Regions from separate parts of the Cricetulus griseus genome. Here region 2 is linked to region 1. The links are chromatin contacts, called in public Hi-C maps. All regions are on one chromosome and are shown on one strand. Each heading gives the region's core, a stretch centred on a gene start, on an enhancer-like site or on the middle of the called end of the contact. The rest is flanking DNA. Distances are from core to core; before and after follow the strand shown.

Region 1 (3,777 bases), core at 920-3,419:
ACTTGGATTTATTGCATTTGTAACCTTGAGTTTATGTTGCACACAAAAATGTTTTGATTTACGGGTGTATCAAAACCCTACCAGAAGAACTTCATACACAAGTTTATGTGTGAACACACGAGTAAATTCAAAACTAGGTGAACACTAAGCATCTGTGAGAGCTTTTTGTTTAAAAATCTGAACCAGGTATGATGGCACACACCTATGACCCCAGCATTTATGAGGCTAAGGGAGAAGGATGGCAGGCTAGAAGCCAGCTGGACTATGCCACCTTGTCTCATAAAAATAAAAATAATCTGTGCATTACTCAAAATCACATGAGTGACTGTAGATACACAGACACATATAGAGCATGTGTTTGTGCATAATGTATGCCTCTAAACAACACAACACAGGCCTTACATTAATCAGTAGCTTTTACCCACACATTCTCTTCAGTGTACTCTGTCAAGCTCAGTCTAACCAAGGTCACAAAATGTAAGGGCCTGTGGATGCCAACTGGTAAGGGGTGGGGCTGGTCAGGGCACGAGGAATTTTTTTTCCTAAAAAACCTTCTTTATCTATGCCCCCTGCCCCCCCCCGCCCTTTTTTAGCCTCAGTGTAGTAGGATTGAAAGCTCGGAAAATATTTCACTTTTCCCTTAACTACACCAAAAGAAAACATTACATAAATATGATAAATGGTCTCGGTGTGGGGGGCTGTGACAGTGAGTGTGTGGATTGTATTGTAGCAAAATAAAAACAGAGTTCACACTCTACTTGAGGGGGTGGCAACATGAAAATTCAAGACTGTTACAGGTCTCTCAATTTTAAAGTAAATCTAGTTCATATTATAAATTTATATTAGTTCACTTTATGTTAAATGTATGTTTAAAGAAAACACTTCGAATTTTAAAACCCTGGCAACAGATTTTTTTTTTTTTTTTTGAGTTCCTGAACACTATGATGGCCAAAAAATAGTATGTCTGCAAACCAGGGAGCAGGGAAACAACCAGTTTGCAATCGGCTCTCACATCTCCTTCCAGCTGCCACCCCCAGCATCTTCACGGCCTCCCCATCTGACAACACGCCTTCAAGGCCAGCACTCAGAATCCTCAAGTCTGCCCACTCACGTTGACCCTCTGCGGTCCTGCACAGACACTAGCAGGGCTCTCCATCCTCTGAAGCTCCGCTCGCTCCGGGTGTCTAGCCTCCCAGGCGTTTGTCCCGACTCGCTCCTTACTCATTCCTCGGGGTCCCTCCTCAGTCACTGTCTATGCGCGGCACCCCGTCGGTTCCACTAACCTCTGATGTTGAACAAACACACCGGACCACGTAAAGCACCTCCAAGAGGCGAAACGGAGAAAGCCACAAACTAACTCGTCACATCGTGGTACCAAGGCCCCCTGCCACTCAGGAGCCAGCCGTCCATTCACTTGCGCGTGCACCGAGCGTTCCCCGAGGAAGATGTGCGACCCCCGGGTCCCCGAGGCCTTCCAGGCCGACAGTCGAGGGTTCGCTGGCGGTGGGTGTCCGAGGCACCGAGAAGCCACACCGCCCGAACCAGGCGCGCCTCGGTCCCGCCTCGGAGCTGCGTGCGATTTCCTCTCGGGCTCATCTTCCCGCTTAGGCCGCCCGGCCCCGCTGCCCGCCTCCCCGGGCTCGGCGGTCCCCAGCTTCCCGCACCGAAGGCCCGGCGACCCTCGCACCTCCACCGAGGTCGCGAGCCGCCCTCGGTGTCGCCGGACCGCCAAGAACCGAGGCCACAGCCGCCCCGGCCCGCTCCTCACCGCGGCCCCCGCCCGGCCCCGCCATCGCCGCCGTCGTCTCGGCCCGGCGACCTCTCCCCCGCCTCGCGGGCCCGCCCGCACCAACCGCGCCGGCCCCGGCCCCGGCCCTCACCCGCGACAGGGTGAGGTCGGTCATGAGCTGCTCGAAGGCCCGCGTCTCCTCGGCCTGCCGCTGCGTGTGCAGCGCGATCTTCTCGCTGAACTTCCGCGGGTTGGCGCTGCCCGAGCCCGGCGAGGCGGCCATGGCGCGCGCCCCGCGCGAGCGGGACAGGCAGACGGCAGGCGCGGGGCCCCGCGGCTCGGCCCACCCGCTCGGTCCGCAGGCCGCCCAAAGCCGCCGCCCGAAGCCGCCTCCGGCACGACCCGGCAGAGGAGCCGCCGCGGCCCCAGAGCCAGCGAGCGGCCGGGAGCGCGCCGAGGTCCGCCCCCACGCGCCGGCCCCGCCCTCGGCGCCGCCTGTCGGGCCTCCCGGCCCCGAAGCCCGACCTCCGGCGCGCGGACGGAGCGCTCCTGCCCGCCGTCCCCAGGCTGCCGACCCCCTCACACCTCCATCCCGTCTGCAAAGCTAAATCGCGCCCACGTGTGAGCGCCGCTGGGTACCACTGCCCACGCCCCCAGCTTCGGGATGGCTTTCGGATTTAGGTGACTCGTTGGCGACAGGGTTGTGCCAATACACTTACCCTCTTCAAGCGAGCGTAATTGAGTTTGCGGGTGCAACCTGATCGACCTCACTTTGAGGAGTTTACCACAGAGTGTACCTGGGGACCTCATTGGACCGGACTGGAGCCCAACAACTGCCTCCTCCTACCCATTCCGGTTGAGTTTCCTGATGGCCTTCTGAGGTCATCATTACCACCACCACCACCAAATCAGCCTAAGCCTGGATGTGTTTCTAACCCTAGCTCCTGTTTTACTCCAACTACGCTGGCCACGCCGGCCCAGCCACTTCACTTCACAGCCAGAACACCAGCCCCCATTCTTTGCAAGGGGCCCTGGGGTGTCTTCAAAACCCAGCTTCAGAAGGTGCCAACTTTTTTTTTTTTTTAAAGATTTGTTTTATTTGTAACTATGTGTAAGTGTGTGGATATGTACACGAGTATGCAGTTGCCCACGGAGATCAGAGATGCCCCTTGGACTGGGAACCAAACTCCGGTCCTCTGCAAGAGTGATATATACTTTTAACGTAGAGGTTTTCAATCTTCCTAGTGTTGCGACCCTTTAACACAGTTCCTCATGTTGTGGCTACCCCCAACCATACATTATTTTCATTGCTACTTCATAGCTGTAATTTTGTTACTTTTATGAATTGTATTGTAAATATCATATATCCTGTGAAAGGGTCCCTCAACCCCATAGGGGTCTCGACCCACAGGTTGAGAACCCCTGTCTTAAAAGCTGAGCCATCTCTCTGGCCCCTCAACTTTACCTTTTTTAAACAGCCAGTTGCCTAATCAGGTTTTCCCTTTTCAGCCCAGAAGCTGCTTCCAGCATCATTGTATACTAAGATGTCCTAGAGAGTGTGGAGTGCATTTGTGTTTTATAAATCAGGATGCATTAGAGACATGCAGAAAAGTACAGAAAATAACATTGATAACACCCACACACCTCATGATTAAACCATCAAAACATTTTTGCAGGGCCTAGGAATGGTGTTCAGCTGTATTGCGCATGTATGACAAGCCCTGGGCCTTTGGTTTGATTCCAGCACTGCAAATAAAATTTAAAAGGCATTTTGGGGCCAGCTAACTGACTCAGTGGATAAAAGCTTGATGACCCGAGTTTGATCCCTAAAGCCCATGTGGAAGGACAGAACTGAGTCCTGCAATTGTTCTTTGACCTCCACATTCAGGCTGTAGCAAGCACACACCTAAGTGCTTATGCACGCACATGTGTGCATGTGTGTGCACACACACAGAGACATACACACTCACACACAGAGAGACATACACACACAAATACATACACACATCACACACATACACACACATACACACACAAATACATACACA
Region 2 (3,777 bases), core at 386-2,885, 85 kb before region 1:
ACCTCAGACTTGCAGCTATCCTCCTGCCTTTGTCTCTCAAGTAATGGGATTATAGGTATGTGCCACCCTGCCTAGTGAACAGGATTTCTTTAGCAAATATTTATTTTTTAATGTACTCTTTTTATTTATTGTATTATTTTGTGTGTATGGGTATTTTGCCTACATGTGTTTATGTACTACATGAATGCCAGTGCCCATGAAGGCTGGAAGAGGGCATCAGATCCCCTGGAACTAGTTATAGATGATTGTGAGATGCCCATGTGGGTGCTAGGAATCAAACCCAGGTTCCTGGCAGTGCTCTTAACCCCTGAGCCATCTCTCCAGCCCCTTTATCAAATATTTATTGACAGTCTCCTGGGAAATGTATAAACTAGCCAGGGGATGAAGGCAGCACACTTAAGGCGGTCAGTAAAACTTAAAGAAGCCCAGGAGAGCAACACACCCTTGCTTCAGGGCAGAGCAGAGAAGAACATCGAGGCTTTGGAGCTGGTGCTCTGGGCTCCCTTCAGAGACACAGTAAAGGGCATTCAAGCAAGAGAGTGAGGAATAAGTAAAAGGCTTAGAGAAGAAATGGTGGCTACCACCAGCCAGAGTGCTCTTTTTATTTGGACTGTGGTAAAGGACAGCGAAAGGAAATAAAATGTAGAAGTCTGAGACCAGGCCAGGGCCCTGCAGGCATGGGAAAAGAGATAAAGAAAAGCATACACTAATCAAGAAAAGATGAAAAGATGGTAACAACAAATGAAGAGGGGCTTGGAGAGATGGCTTGGTGGACAGAGCACTTGCCCTGGGAGAGTATGGACCAGAGTTTGGATTCCCAGAACTCACATAAAAGCCAGACAGGCATGGCAGCTGCCTATAATCCCAGAGCACCAGGGGCAGACAGGGGCTCCTTGCTCCCTGAGCAAACTGACGATACGTTAGATGAAATCAATAAGCGCTGGATCCCGAAGGTCTCCTACCCCAGTAAATAAAACGGAGAGTAATCAGGGAAGACACCCACCTATGGGCTTCCACATATATAAACACGGGTATGTACACACACACATACACACACATGCACACATACATGTACACAGGCACATGTGCACACACACAAATGGAGTTAGGAACAACGAATGGAAATCACAGTGGTACTGAAGCTACTTGGTAAAGTGCTGGGACTGGGAATAAAAGACTGATAACCCGGGGGCTGGAGAGATGGCTCAGAGGTTAAGAGCGCTGACTGCTCTTCCAGAGGTCCTGAGTTCAATTCCCAGCAACCACATGGTGGCTGGCAACCATCTGTTATGAGATCTGGTGTCTTCTTCTGGTGTGCAGATATACACGGAAGCAGAATGTTGTATACATAATAAATAAATAAAATCTTAAAAAAAAAAAAGACTGATAACCCACCAGGCATGTTTGGCTGTAGCTGATGGGGTTCTAATGGGTCTTTAATGTTACAGAACAGCCAGCTCTACTTGAAGAGACTATCCTTGGCTGTCTGAGTTAACACTTCCAGCCACACCAATGAAAATGAGAAGGTCGGCTGAGCCACAAACCAAGTGAAGGCTTTTTGTTCTCAGACCAGAGGTCAAAGGCAAGCTCTGAGGAACTATGTGACCTACTGTTAGGAAGATTATTCAATAGCTGGAGACTGCTCAGAATGAGGGAGGCTGCAGGGCTCTGAGGACTGCATAGCTCCACTGTGACTGTCTTGCCTGTCCTGCCCTTGGCCCACACAAGATGAGTAATAGATCCCAGGAAGTCACTTAAAACTGAGATCAAACCTAAGCACGTTGGCACAAGCCTGTAATCCCAGCATGTAGGAAGTAGAAGCAGGAGGATCAGGGGTTTAATGCCAGCCTAGGCTACATGATAGCATATCTCAAAGAACTAACAACAAAACAGGGGCCAAGTTTTCAGAATAAACTCAGAGAAAATGGTTTAAATTGAATACTCGTGTTTCTTTTCTTTTCTTTTTTCTTTTTTTTGCAAGTTAATAAAACTTAGTAAATAATTACAACTGTGGACCAGTGTCTAGCACAGCATGAAGCAGTGCTCATCCTGGCTAACCTCCCAGCGCCAGTGCAACAAATGCCACTTCTGCTGAGACAACCGGACTTCATCAGTGTGCCTCGGTGTCTCTCAGTCCTGATGCTCAAACCCTCACTCTTTCTCTCCTTTCCTTCCTTCTTTTTCTTTGTTTCCCTTTATGTATTGCTAAGGATAGACCCTGAAAAGCCCTATGTTCCCTCACTGAATCACCCCAGATGGATTACTCTCTTTTGAAGAGTGTATTCTGTCTATGTTCTTGTTGGCTCTCTTTTTCTAATCACGGATATAAATGCTGCAGAGATATAAGCCCCACGAGGCTCTTAGACTGTTCTGCTTCTGTGATGCTTAATAAACAGTTCCTGGGACACACAGACCCACAGGGACTCTCCACAGATGGGAGATAGGAGCAATGGGCTTTGTGGGCCTTATGATTCAAGGGAGGCAAGAGGCATGTGCCCTGAAGGTTCTGCAGGAGGGGAAGCAGCACAGCCTAAGAGGTGGGTCACATTACAGGACTGGGACTGGAACAGGCTACAGTGCCTCGATAGGTGGCTTCCTTTGAGGGATTCAGTGTCTGTAATTTCTTTCTATGTACAGCTTTGTTGGGAATTCTTCACAAGGTTAACAGGGGATGGCCCTGAAGCCATGTCTTCATTTCTGCCTTGAATGATCAAATGGGTCAGCTTCAAATTTTTATGATTTTATTTAATACCTGAAAGGGTTTGCTCAGAAAAGGAGGTGCAGGGCCAGGTATTGGTGGCGCACACCTTTAATCCCAGCACTCGGGAGGCAGAGGCAGGCGGGTCGCTGTGAGTTCGAGGCCAGCCTAGTCTCTAGAGCAAGTGCCAGGATAGGCTCCAAAGCTACACAGAGAAACCCTGTCTCAAAAAAACAAAACAAACAAACAGACAAAAAAACCAAAAAACAAACTGGCCACTCAGCTGATTCATATTATGAAATTACATTTCAGTTTATAAAGATCTAACAGTGCCAGGTACTAAATGACTAAATGAGCAGAATTGGATCCCCATCTATTGATGTCTTTCAGTTTCATTTCAGCAGATCTCTAGCATGATTTTAACTGGCTTTAGCAGACTCATTGTCTTCTGCAAAATGTATAATTCTACCTTATAATAAATTTGCACTTGCTTTTCTTTTTTTGAGACAGGATCTCATATATCCCAGGTTAGTTTCAAGCTCATTGTGAGGCCAAGTTCATTGTGAGCTTCTGGTCCTCCTGCCTCCACCTGTCAGGTGGAGGATTTCAGGACTGTGCAACATGCCTGTTTTATTTGCTGGTGGAGACAGAACTCTGGGCTGCAGGCATTTATGCATGCTGGGCAGTCCAGTATCTGAACTACAGCCTTAATGCAAACTTGCATGTTCCTTGAACTGTTATTTAAGTCTGTCAGTTACTCACAGTGACTTTCTAAATGGGCTGAGGCAGTGTTGAGAGAAGGCAGTGGAACAACTGTTTAAATACTTGATTAATTCACATTTTCATGTGGTTACAACTCTTGCTTCCTTGCACAACCTTGTGACTGTGGTGCTGAGGGGACTTGGGTAACAAGGGACCATTGTAGTCTAGTCACACATTTCCTCTCTCATGGCTTTGATCATGTCTAGCTAATTTTCTTAGAGCAACTCGGATAAGTAATCCAGGAAACAGATGTCAGCCTTCACATAAATGTGACTGTCAACCCCAATGTCTGCTCGTACCTTCCCCATGGCCATCGT

The links. A called contact is a pair of places that touch in the nucleus more often than the background predicts.
Region 2: a Hi-C map of liver shows a contact between it and region 1, with 1.9 times the contacts expected there. The contact joins the enhancer-like site here to the promoter of Crtc3 in region 1. A contact is called at or near these places in 4 of 8 Hi-C or Micro-C datasets (the CHO-K1 cell line, fibroblasts and liver).

The regions. Positions count from the first base shown.
Region 1 is chr3:116,912,909-116,916,685 of CriGri-PICRH-1.0, reverse strand. It overlaps Crtc3 (CREB-regulated transcription coactivator 3), which reads right to left and starts at 2,169. Exons shown (of 15, transcript XM_027408264.2): 1 at 1,881-2,169. The coding sequence starts at 2,012.
Region 2 is chr3:116,997,624-117,001,400 of CriGri-PICRH-1.0, reverse strand. It overlaps Crtc3 (CREB-regulated transcription coactivator 3), which reads right to left. Exons shown (of 15, transcript XM_027408264.2): 7 at 3,760-3,777. Among named protein-coding and RNA genes, the nearest start is that of Blm, 72 kb to the left of the region's middle. Within about 2 kb of position 1,635, at least 2 of the 6 cell types and tissues checked have open chromatin away from gene starts, as enhancers often do. A contact at or near this core is called in the CHO-K1 cell line and fibroblasts, where this site is marked.